Regions from separate parts of the Sus scrofa genome. Here region 1 is linked to region 2. A link is a contact called in public HiChIP or PLAC-seq data. All regions are on one chromosome and are shown on one strand. Each heading gives the region's core, a stretch centred on a gene start, on an enhancer-like site or on the middle of the called end of the contact. The rest is flanking DNA. Distances are from core to core; before and after follow the strand shown. Region 1 holds the start of LOC102164415 (zinc finger protein 420-like). Region 2 holds the start of LOC102164889 (zinc finger protein 569).

The links. HiChIP or PLAC-seq counts read pairs in DNA pulled down with a chosen protein or histone mark.
Region 1: an H3K27ac HiChIP or PLAC-seq map of skeletal muscle shows a contact between it and region 2. The contact joins the promoter of LOC102164415 here to the promoter of LOC102164889 in region 2. A contact is called at or near these places in 4 of 47 Hi-C or Micro-C datasets (heart right ventricle, liver and skeletal muscle) and 1 of 2 datasets of contacts at active chromatin or transcription factors (skeletal muscle).

What each region holds. Positions count from the first base shown.
Region 1 is chr6:46,610,488-46,614,977 of Sscrofa11.1, forward strand. LOC102164415 (zinc finger protein 420-like) reads right to left here and starts at 2,831. Exons shown (of 11, transcript XM_021097540.1): 1 at 2,774-2,831; 2 at 1,810-1,884. The coding sequence starts at 1,842. It overlaps LOC106510532 (zinc finger protein 345), which reads right to left and starts at 2,892. Exons shown (of 3, transcript XM_013998463.2): 1 at 2,774-2,892; 2 at 1,810-1,884.
Region 2 is chr6:46,435,107-46,440,085 of Sscrofa11.1, forward strand. It overlaps LOC102164889 (zinc finger protein 569), which reads right to left and starts at 1,273. Exons shown (of 7, transcript XM_005664555.3): 1 at 1,137-1,273.

The DNA.
Region 1 (4,490 bases), core at 1,581-4,080, 180 kb after region 2:
TTTTTGACTACAGTGGCACTGCAGATCAGTGCAGAAAAGACAACTTTTCAATAAATGATATCGGAGCAACTGGATACCCACATGGGGAACAACATGAAATTGCATTCCTCCCCTGTACAAATCAATTCCAGGTAGTTCAAAGACATAAATGCTAAAGCCAAAAACTAGGAAGCTTTTAGAAGAGAATACAAGAGAATCTTCATTACCCCAAGGTAAAAGAAAATTTCTTAAACAAGCACTAACTACTGAAAAAGATTCCACTGCATTAAAATTCAAAACCTCTATTTACCAGAAGGCATCAGCATGAAAAACCAAGCTGGAGGAGAAGATAATATTTGTCATACGTGCAACTGACAGTAAATAACATACAGAAGATACATTTATGTACGTATGTTACATATATATTTATAGTCAACAGCCATAAATCAGAGAAAAACCCAATTAAAAATTGGCAGAATATTTGAACAAGCATTTTACAAAAGAGGATATCCTGGTGGGCAAGAACTAGTGTTCAATTTCATTGATAATAAGGGCATATCAATTAAATGTGATAACACTAGATGTCTACCAAATTGGCAAAAATTTATAAAGTGTGATAATGCCAGGAGCTGGCATGACTATGGAACAAAAGGAACCTTTGAAAATTACTGATATGAGTAAAAAATTTGCACAGTATCTTTAGAGGATGCTTTGGCATAGAAAAACTGAAGATGCATGAACAGTAGCCCTCAACAATTTACTAACAATTTTAGTATACAAAGAAATTCAAGCACACATGTACCAAAATATGTGCATAAAATAGTCACAGTCCCATTGCTTGAAATAGCCAAAAACTGGAAGCAAGTAAATTGATATTATCATGCAATGAGATAGTGTGTGTGTATACATATAACACACACACACACATATATATAGACACATATATAGCAATGGGAAAAATGAACTGTAGTTATAGAAATATGAAAATGTTCACAAACATTTTTAATGAAAAAAGACACAAAAGAATATTTATTCATGCCAAAATATAAAACAGACAAAAACTGAATCTATGTGGTTTTGGAATTCACACCAAAGTTCTAATGAAAGACAAAGTGGTTGTCACCAGAAGTGCCTCCAGGTTGTGGAGGCATATATCAGGCTGCTTTAGAGATGGCTGTATTCTTTTACTGGACCTGGGTATTCCTTACATGAGTCTTTTTTTTCCCCTTGCAGCCTCTCTTTACACAAGTCGTTATATTATTTGTTAAACTGCACAAATGGATATTAAATGGCATGTGTGTATCTAATTTGAAATTTAAAAAATAAGCCATAGGCATTTCAAATAAATATGTACCTCTAAAAATGTGTCCAATATTAAATTATGTGGGGAAAATATAATTTTATGTAAAAATGAAGGTTATAAAATAGTAAATGCTGAATAAATTCAATTTTTTAAAATCACATTTTATATATGTACATAAAACATGCTGAGAAAAAAATATCAAAATGTTGCCATTAGTTTTAGGTAGGAATTTAAATTTTCTTCATTGGGGATTGCCATACTTTTGAAATTATTTAAAACAATCATGTTTTAATTTTATATTAAAAAAGAAATAGTTGGGTTTTTTTAAGACAGCTGGAGAAAAAATTAAACCATTTGACAAATTAGAAAGAGAAAGGTGCATGTGTGAATGGGGGTTTGGTTTAAATCACATTTCACACATGAAAAATTCCGGGGATCAGGTCATCTGATAGGCAAGAATTTTCAAGAGGAGGAAAGCCAGTTACATACTGACAAAGAAAAGAGGATTTCAAGAAACGACAAGCTACCTTGCAGGTGCCTTGAGGATGTTCAACAGCCATTCTCTACTCCACTCTGGAAGATTCTATTCAAGCAGAGCAGAGCTGAGGAGGGAAAAAGGAGTCAGGAGAAACCAGGCTCTTCTGGAAGCCCCAAGTCAAATTACCGCCCATCACCTACAGATGTAGGTCAGACAAAGCTCGGGCGTCCTGCTCAATACCACCATTACAGACAAGAGCAGGGTCATTTGCAGTTCTGGGCAGAATCTGTCCCTGAGCTAACAAAGGTCTCCGGGGAACAGAGCGCTGGAGTCATAGAGGCTCCAAGACAAAGACGCCCCACACCTACAGTGCTAGATGGATACACATAATCATACAAACTCACACTACGGGGACACAGGCACCTCAGACCTCCAACACAATGGGCTGCAGACAGCCACACAATTACACACACCACAGGGCAGTCCGTCAGAACAGCAGAGTCACAGGCACACCACATTCTCACATACCCAGTGACACCTACCACGGGGACACAATGGCAACAAATTCACATGCATCCTACCACCACAAATCAATCAATCTCTCTCTCTCACACACACACACCCCCCAAGGGGAAACAGCCATAAATCTCACAGGCAAATATCTCTTCCCTCTCTTTAATAAAGTCTTTAATAAAGTCTTCCTCCACACCCGTGGTTCAGCAAATGATCATAATCTCACACACACACACACACACCCCAAAAGGATACACAGTTTTACAACCGCAGTCAAGGAACATCGCACTCTCGTGTCACACCCAGTCATACAAGCACAATCAAAACTGCAAATCAAGCCCGCCTCCCCGCCCTCAGAGTTCGGTACGCGGCCACACAGACACAAAGACACAATCACAGACACATACGCTCCTCACAATCTCCCCTTCTCAACTGACTCCCGTAGAGGCCAGAGGTTCCCGACAGGCGCGGTCCCAACCCCAGGCTCCAGGACATCTCACCTACTATTCCTCTGGTCTGGTCAGCACGGCTCCACTCTACTTAAATTGAGCCTAGCAGCTCTCACAGCACCCCGAAGCCATTTCCCCCAACCCGCCAGAACGCCCCGCCCACTCTCAGCAGCGGGTATAGTTCTCGCGGGAGGGGGCATTAGGCCTAGAGGCCTCTGGGAGATGTAGTCCAGAAGGCGACGGGGGCTAAAAGCTGTCTCCAGTTTATCCAGTTCCCCAGTAGTTAAGAGCTTGGACCTGCAGCGTACGGGAGGCTTCCGCGAGGCTTAGCTGAAAAGAACTCGCTCGACCAAACTTTAGTCAAGCTCCTTTGGGCCCTCTTCTTGACTTAGACCTCGTCCTTGATCTACTGACCCCAGTTCAGCAAGAAAAAAATCCCCCTACCGGATACTTAACCAAATTCCTCTTTTTTTTTTGCATCCACTCCATCACCCTGACCATTGGCTATTAATCCCCGGTTACTGTTATAGACCAAGTTGGGTTCAGTATCTCTTCCCTATCTTTAATAAAGTCTTCAATAAAATCTTCCTTATGTGACTGTCGGCTGCAACTTTCACACAGCCCGGCCTCAGAGTATGGCTCTCAGGTTTTGGGCGCTCACCGTGCAACATGCTGGGTCCCATGGCCTCCTGGGATATGTAGTCCAGGACTTTGCCAGTGGCCAAAGGGATTGCGTTCCCTAGGCGCTAAAGTGGGGCCTGATCTCTGTTAAATAAATGCTCAAGACGCTGCTTAGAATTATGCTTTGCCGCGGGAACGCGCAAATGCTCCCTGGGCAAGTTGCTGTGGAACGTGTTGGGGAGCCAGAAGAGCAAACCGAACGTGAGACCTGAGTGTCTGGGACCAAAGCAGCTTAGGGAGTTAGAAGGGGGGAATCCACAGCTCAGTCATGTACGTGAGAGCGGGCAAAGGAGGGCCCTAGTGTGAGACCATGATGAGATTGCGGGCATGACTACATTTAGGGGTTAGTTGAATTAATGAGGGACAGTATGTGGGTAAAATTGATGAGTGTGAGAGAGAGGTGGGAACAAGATTCTGAGTGGCTTTGGGAGGATGGAGGTTCATATTGTGGACACGTGTGTTTGGGAGTAATTGTGTGTGTGTGTGTCAGGGCAAGATTGTGTGTGGATCTGTGTGTGTTTCAGAACGTGAATGTAGGTCACTGCATGGGTGGATGGGCTAGAGGAGGAAAAGTCCTCTCAGCTTCCATTTCCTCTTCAAATTGTAATAATAAGAGCATGTCGGTGTTCCTGCCATGGCCAGTGGGTTAAGAATCTGGCTGCAGCGGCTATGGTCACTGTTGGAGGTGCCAGTTGGATTCCCATTGGATTCCAGGGTTGCCCCCAGCTAAAAGGGAGGTTGCAGCTCTGGCTCTGTAGCTCAGATTCAATCCCTGACCCAGAAACTTCCATATGCCAAGGGCGCAGACATCAAATTAATAAATACATATAAATGGTATGTTTTAGGAGAAGGGGCTCCATATTGTGATAAGTAACATCTAGCTTTTTGTTTGTTTGTTTGTTTTTTGGTCTTGTCTTTTTAGGACCACATCCACTGCATGTGTAAATTCCCAGGCATATGGAAGTTCCCAGGCTAGGGGTGGAATTGGAGCTGCAGCTTGCAGCTGCCAGCCTACACCACAGCAGTGCTGCAACCCTGTGGTTTCTACAACCCACACCGGAACTTATGGCAACACTGTATCCACAAC
Region 2 (4,979 bases), core at 23-2,522:
ATAAAGGCAAGCAGTTGAAAAGAAGTAAATTACCCAACATGGGTATGGTATGCATTAAAATATATACCATAAAAAACTTTAAAATGATGATGTAGACTTGTAATAGTTTAAATGGAAAGATATTAATTGGGCATTGTTAAATGGCACAGGTAGTTTACAGAACGTACCTATAGTGTGATTCCAATTTTCAAGCTATTATGAATATATATATGATTCCATGTGTATGTATTCACAGAGGGAGGCGGCAAAAGATGGGAAATAAATTTTGATAGTGGCAGGTAGAAATAGGAATGATTTTTGGTTTTTTTTTTGTCTTTTTGCCTTTTTTAGGGCCGCTTTTCGCGGCATATAGAGGTTCCCAGGCTAGGGGTCTAATCGGAGCTGTAATCACCGGCCTACGCCAGAGCCACAGCAACGTGGGATCTGAGCCGCTTCTGCGACTACACCACAGCTCAGGGAAACGCCGGATCGTTAACCCACTGAGCAAGGCCAGGGATCGAACCCGCAACCTCCTGGTTCCTAGTCGGATTCGTTAACCACTGCGCCACGACGGGAACTCCGATTTTTGTTTTCTTAGAGCTTTTCTGTATTTTGTGATTTGGGGCGGGGAGTCGGGAGGAAGGAGCATGATGTTAAAGCCCACAAAATAACCTAGCCAATATACAAAAATAAACTTTGAAATTAAATACTAATACAAAGTGTCGAGGCTATTGATGTCTCATATAAAAACATATTTCCGATTACCATAACCACAGAAACCAAGCACTGGTGCAAACAGTCTCACAAAACTACACACACAACCGAACTCTATCTACCCTTCAACCACGGAGTTTTTTCTGCGTGATGCGCAGCCACGTTCATATTGAAACAGAAAAGGAAAAGCACATCCACAAAATCCGCCCGCACACGATCCCAGGGCCACACTCAGTCACAGGCAAATGTCTGGCAAAAGTCCTGTCAAGCCACACGCCCACAGTCCTTCACACGCCACTCCCACGGCCTCAGGGAACCACCCGCGCGGGCAAAGCCCTGCCCCGCGTCCTCCTCCAACCACACGGGCACCAGGTCCGCAGGCCCCTACTCCACCCAGCACAAAGAGTCCCGGACTGTGAGCTCGCGGCCTCCCGAGGACTCACCACCAAGCCCGCGGACACAGGCCCCAATCCCACGCTTCCACACCGCCCAAGTGGCAGAGCCGGTGCGGCCCTAGCTGGGGCGCCACTAAGGTCCGGGCCGGCGGCGAATGAAGGCAGCACCGGCCTCGGTCCGTTAGACGAAGGATAACACTTCCCAGCGGCCCCCGCGCTCGCCGGGCGGGGCTGGCCTTTCGGTTGGGCAGCGGTGGGAACAACCGACCGCTGCGTTCGAGCGCTCTCAGATCGGCCCAGGGGGCTCAGCTGAGAGTTTGGCCGCAGCTGCCCCTCGTGAGTCCGGCCCTCGGAACCTGGGATTGCTACTTGGTGCTGAGACGTATCTGAAAAGATCCACAGCTTTACTGCCCCGGACTACATTTCCCAGAGGCCATCTCGGCCCACATCTATTTTCTGCAAAAAGTTTCCTCTTAATGTTTGGCTGGATCTTCGTGTTCTCGGCGTTTTGGTTCCCGGTCCGTGAAGAAAGCTCGGCTGAGTCTGTTTAGTTCCTTCTGGTCCACGCCCCACCCGGGACTGGACTTCAGTGGGATGACGGTGGGGAAAGATCAGGGCGCCGTGGAGAGACGAGAGCCGGAGCTTCAGGCTCCTGGAGGCAGTTAGAAAAGGGAGGAGTGCCATTGCGTGGTCGTATGTGGGAGACTTAAGCGGTGGAATTTGGGAGACTGCGGGGTCGAGGGAGGTCCAGTGACTTGGGGTCGTGGGAATTAATTTGCGATTATTTGTATGACCTCTTTATTCCAGCACTGACGTTTGTTCAGAGACAGTGGACAGTGTGTTTGTGTCCATTCCATGTGTGTGTTTCTGCTTTTCTGACTGGCACTTGTTACAACGTTGGAACTTACAAGGTTAAGGTAATAAACCATAATCACCAAAATATTAAACGGAAAAAATTATAGAAATTTCTGAATGTGTATTACTGGAAACACCCATGATTTTTACACCGTGTTACTCTACAGTCCGTGTGTGTTAAAAGGACATAGGTATTACAGGTAATTTAGAAAGATATTGAAGAAGACAAAGATGTTGAGCCATCAAATGAAAGTTCATGTCAATAAAGTGGCCTCGACATCAGGAGTGAGAAGTGTTAAGTGGAAAAGGAGAGAGGTAACCAGGAGCCTAAGAATCCAGCAATCCAGAGTATGTCACTCCTTCCCTCAAGACCTGATTTTCTTACTTTCTTTTTTTTTTTTCTTCAGCATTTCATATGAGTTCGTTTGACTTAAGAATTAAAAAACAATTGACAAATGAAAGTTTAAGATTCAGTGCAATAATTTTGCAGTAGGGACTAAAATGGAGAATTTTATCTATGAAAACACCCTAGTCTATGCTTTTGTGCAATAGTATGTTGGCAAGGAGAACAAAATACTGCAGACTACATCATGCTAAATATCAGGAACTTGTGGTGGTTGAAGTCAGATTTCTGACTCCTAAGCTTACTGAGAAGCTATAGAAAGTCCAAAGGACTATGTTATCTCTGGGAAGCAGTAGAAGGTAGTTTTCCTTTCACAGCCTTCCGCTCACTAGATGATAATGGGCACTGTTTCAGAGTAGGGTGAACCTGTTTCTGAGGAGGAAAAAGAGGGTTCCAAACACTGCACAGAGAGAACATGTCCTCTAAATCAGTTTGGCTTATTTTCTCCTATGTGTTTACTGACAGTACATTATTTTTATGTCTACTATGAGAATTATTTTTTGCTAGTTATTTTAATAGATAAGAAGAGAACAGAGTTAATGGTTCTATGTTCAGCTTCCTGATTTCATTTTTTGTTGTTTATCTATTTTAAGTTTTAGTGAAGTATTGTTAATTTACAAATTTGTGATAATTTCTGCTGTACAGCAGTCATACATATACACATAGCCATTCTCTCTCAGAGTCTTTTCTCATATAGATTATCACAGAATACTGGGTAGAGTTCTCTGTGCTATATAGCAAGTCCTCATTGGGCACTCATTCTATATACCACAGTCCCAAACCCCCAGTCCATCCCTTCCACCTTCTTCCACCTATCCCCTTGGGCACCCCAATGTTCATTTCAGCATTATTTACAATAGCCAAGGCATGGAAGCAACCTAAATGTCCATCAACAGAGGAATGGATAAAGATGTGGTACATAATACAATGGTAATATTACTCAGTCATAAAAAAGAATGAAATAATGCCATTTGCAGCAACATGGATGGACCTAGAAACCATCGTAATAAGTGAATTTAGTCAGACAATGAATGACAAACATATGGTATCACCTATATGTGGAATCTAAAAGGATAAAAATGAACTTATTTGCAGAACAGAAACAGACTCGCAGACTTTGAAAAACTTATGTTTACCAAAGCGGAACACCTGATTTTTTTTTTTTTTTTTTTTTAGCTTTTTAGAGCCATACCCACGGACTGTGGAAGTTCCCAGGCCAGGGGTTGAATCAAAGCTACAGATGCCAGCCTACACCACAGCCACAGCAACACAGGATCCGAGCCGTGACTTTGACCCACACCACAGCTCACGGCAATGCTGGATCCTTAACCCACTGAGCAAGGCCAGGTACTGAACCCAAATCCTCATGAATACTAGTCGGGCTTGTTTATCACTGAGCCACAATGGGAACTTGCTGATTTCATTTTTTATACTTGTAGGTTTGTCTATTTTCCTTTTATTTGTCTTAAGCTTTGCTTCATATAAATCTCTCTTGTTGGTTGATACATATTTAGAATTGTAATAGCTTCCTGTTGAATTAATCCACTAGGAGATTATGAAATTTACCCTTTATAATCTTGCTTTTTGTCTTTGTCTGTTTGGATGTTACTATGGCTAGTGCATTGTTTATCTTTTTCTACCCTTTTGCTTTTAACCATTCTGTTTTATTTTTAAAGTATGTCTCTCACTAAGCAATATTATTTTTAAAATAAATGCCAATTGTACTCTTTGATTTGACATGTTGAGTGAATTTACATTTAATATTGTGGGGTTTTGGCCTACCACCTTAGAATTTAGAATTTGTTTTCTTTTTAGCCTAGCTTTTTTTTTTTTTTTTTTTTTTTTTGGTCTTTTTTGGTCTTTTTAAGGTCATGCTCGCGGCCTATGGAGGTTCCCAGCTAGGGGTTGAATCGGAGCTACAGCTGCTGGCCTACACCGCAGCCACAGCAACGTGGGATCCAAGCTGCGACTTCAACCTACACCACAGCTCACTGATCCTTAACCCACTAAGCAAGGCCAGGGATCGAACGCACAACCTCAGTGTTACTAGTTGGGTTCGTTAACCACTGAGCCACGACAGGAACTCCATCTTTTTGGCCTAGCCTTTTTTTAAAACTTTTTATTTTGAAGTAATTCTGGATTCTCATGCAGTTGTGAGAAATAATTAAGAAAGTACCCAAGAACCCAAGTTTCTCCCAATGGTAACATCTTGCAATACTATATACAGTATCACAACCTTGACATTGATGCTTCTATTTCCATCATCACAAGAATCCTTCATGTTGTCCTTTTACAGCCATACCCACTTCCCTCCTTCTATCAACCCCCTCCTGAAGAGCTGGCAACCCTAATCTGTTCTCCATTTCTATAATTTTACCTTTCAAAAATGTTATGTAAATGGAATTACAAGGTATGCAATTAGAATATTGGCTTTTTCAGACTTCCTTGTGGTGTAGCAGAAATGAATTCAACTAGTAGCCATGAGGATTCGGGTTCAATCCCTGGCCTCACTGAGTGGGTTAAACATCTGGTATTGTGGTGACCTGTGGCGTAGCCCAGCAGCTGTAGCTCCTATTTGACCCCTAGCCTGGGAACTTCCATATGCTGTAAGTGTGGCCCTAAAAAAGAAAAAG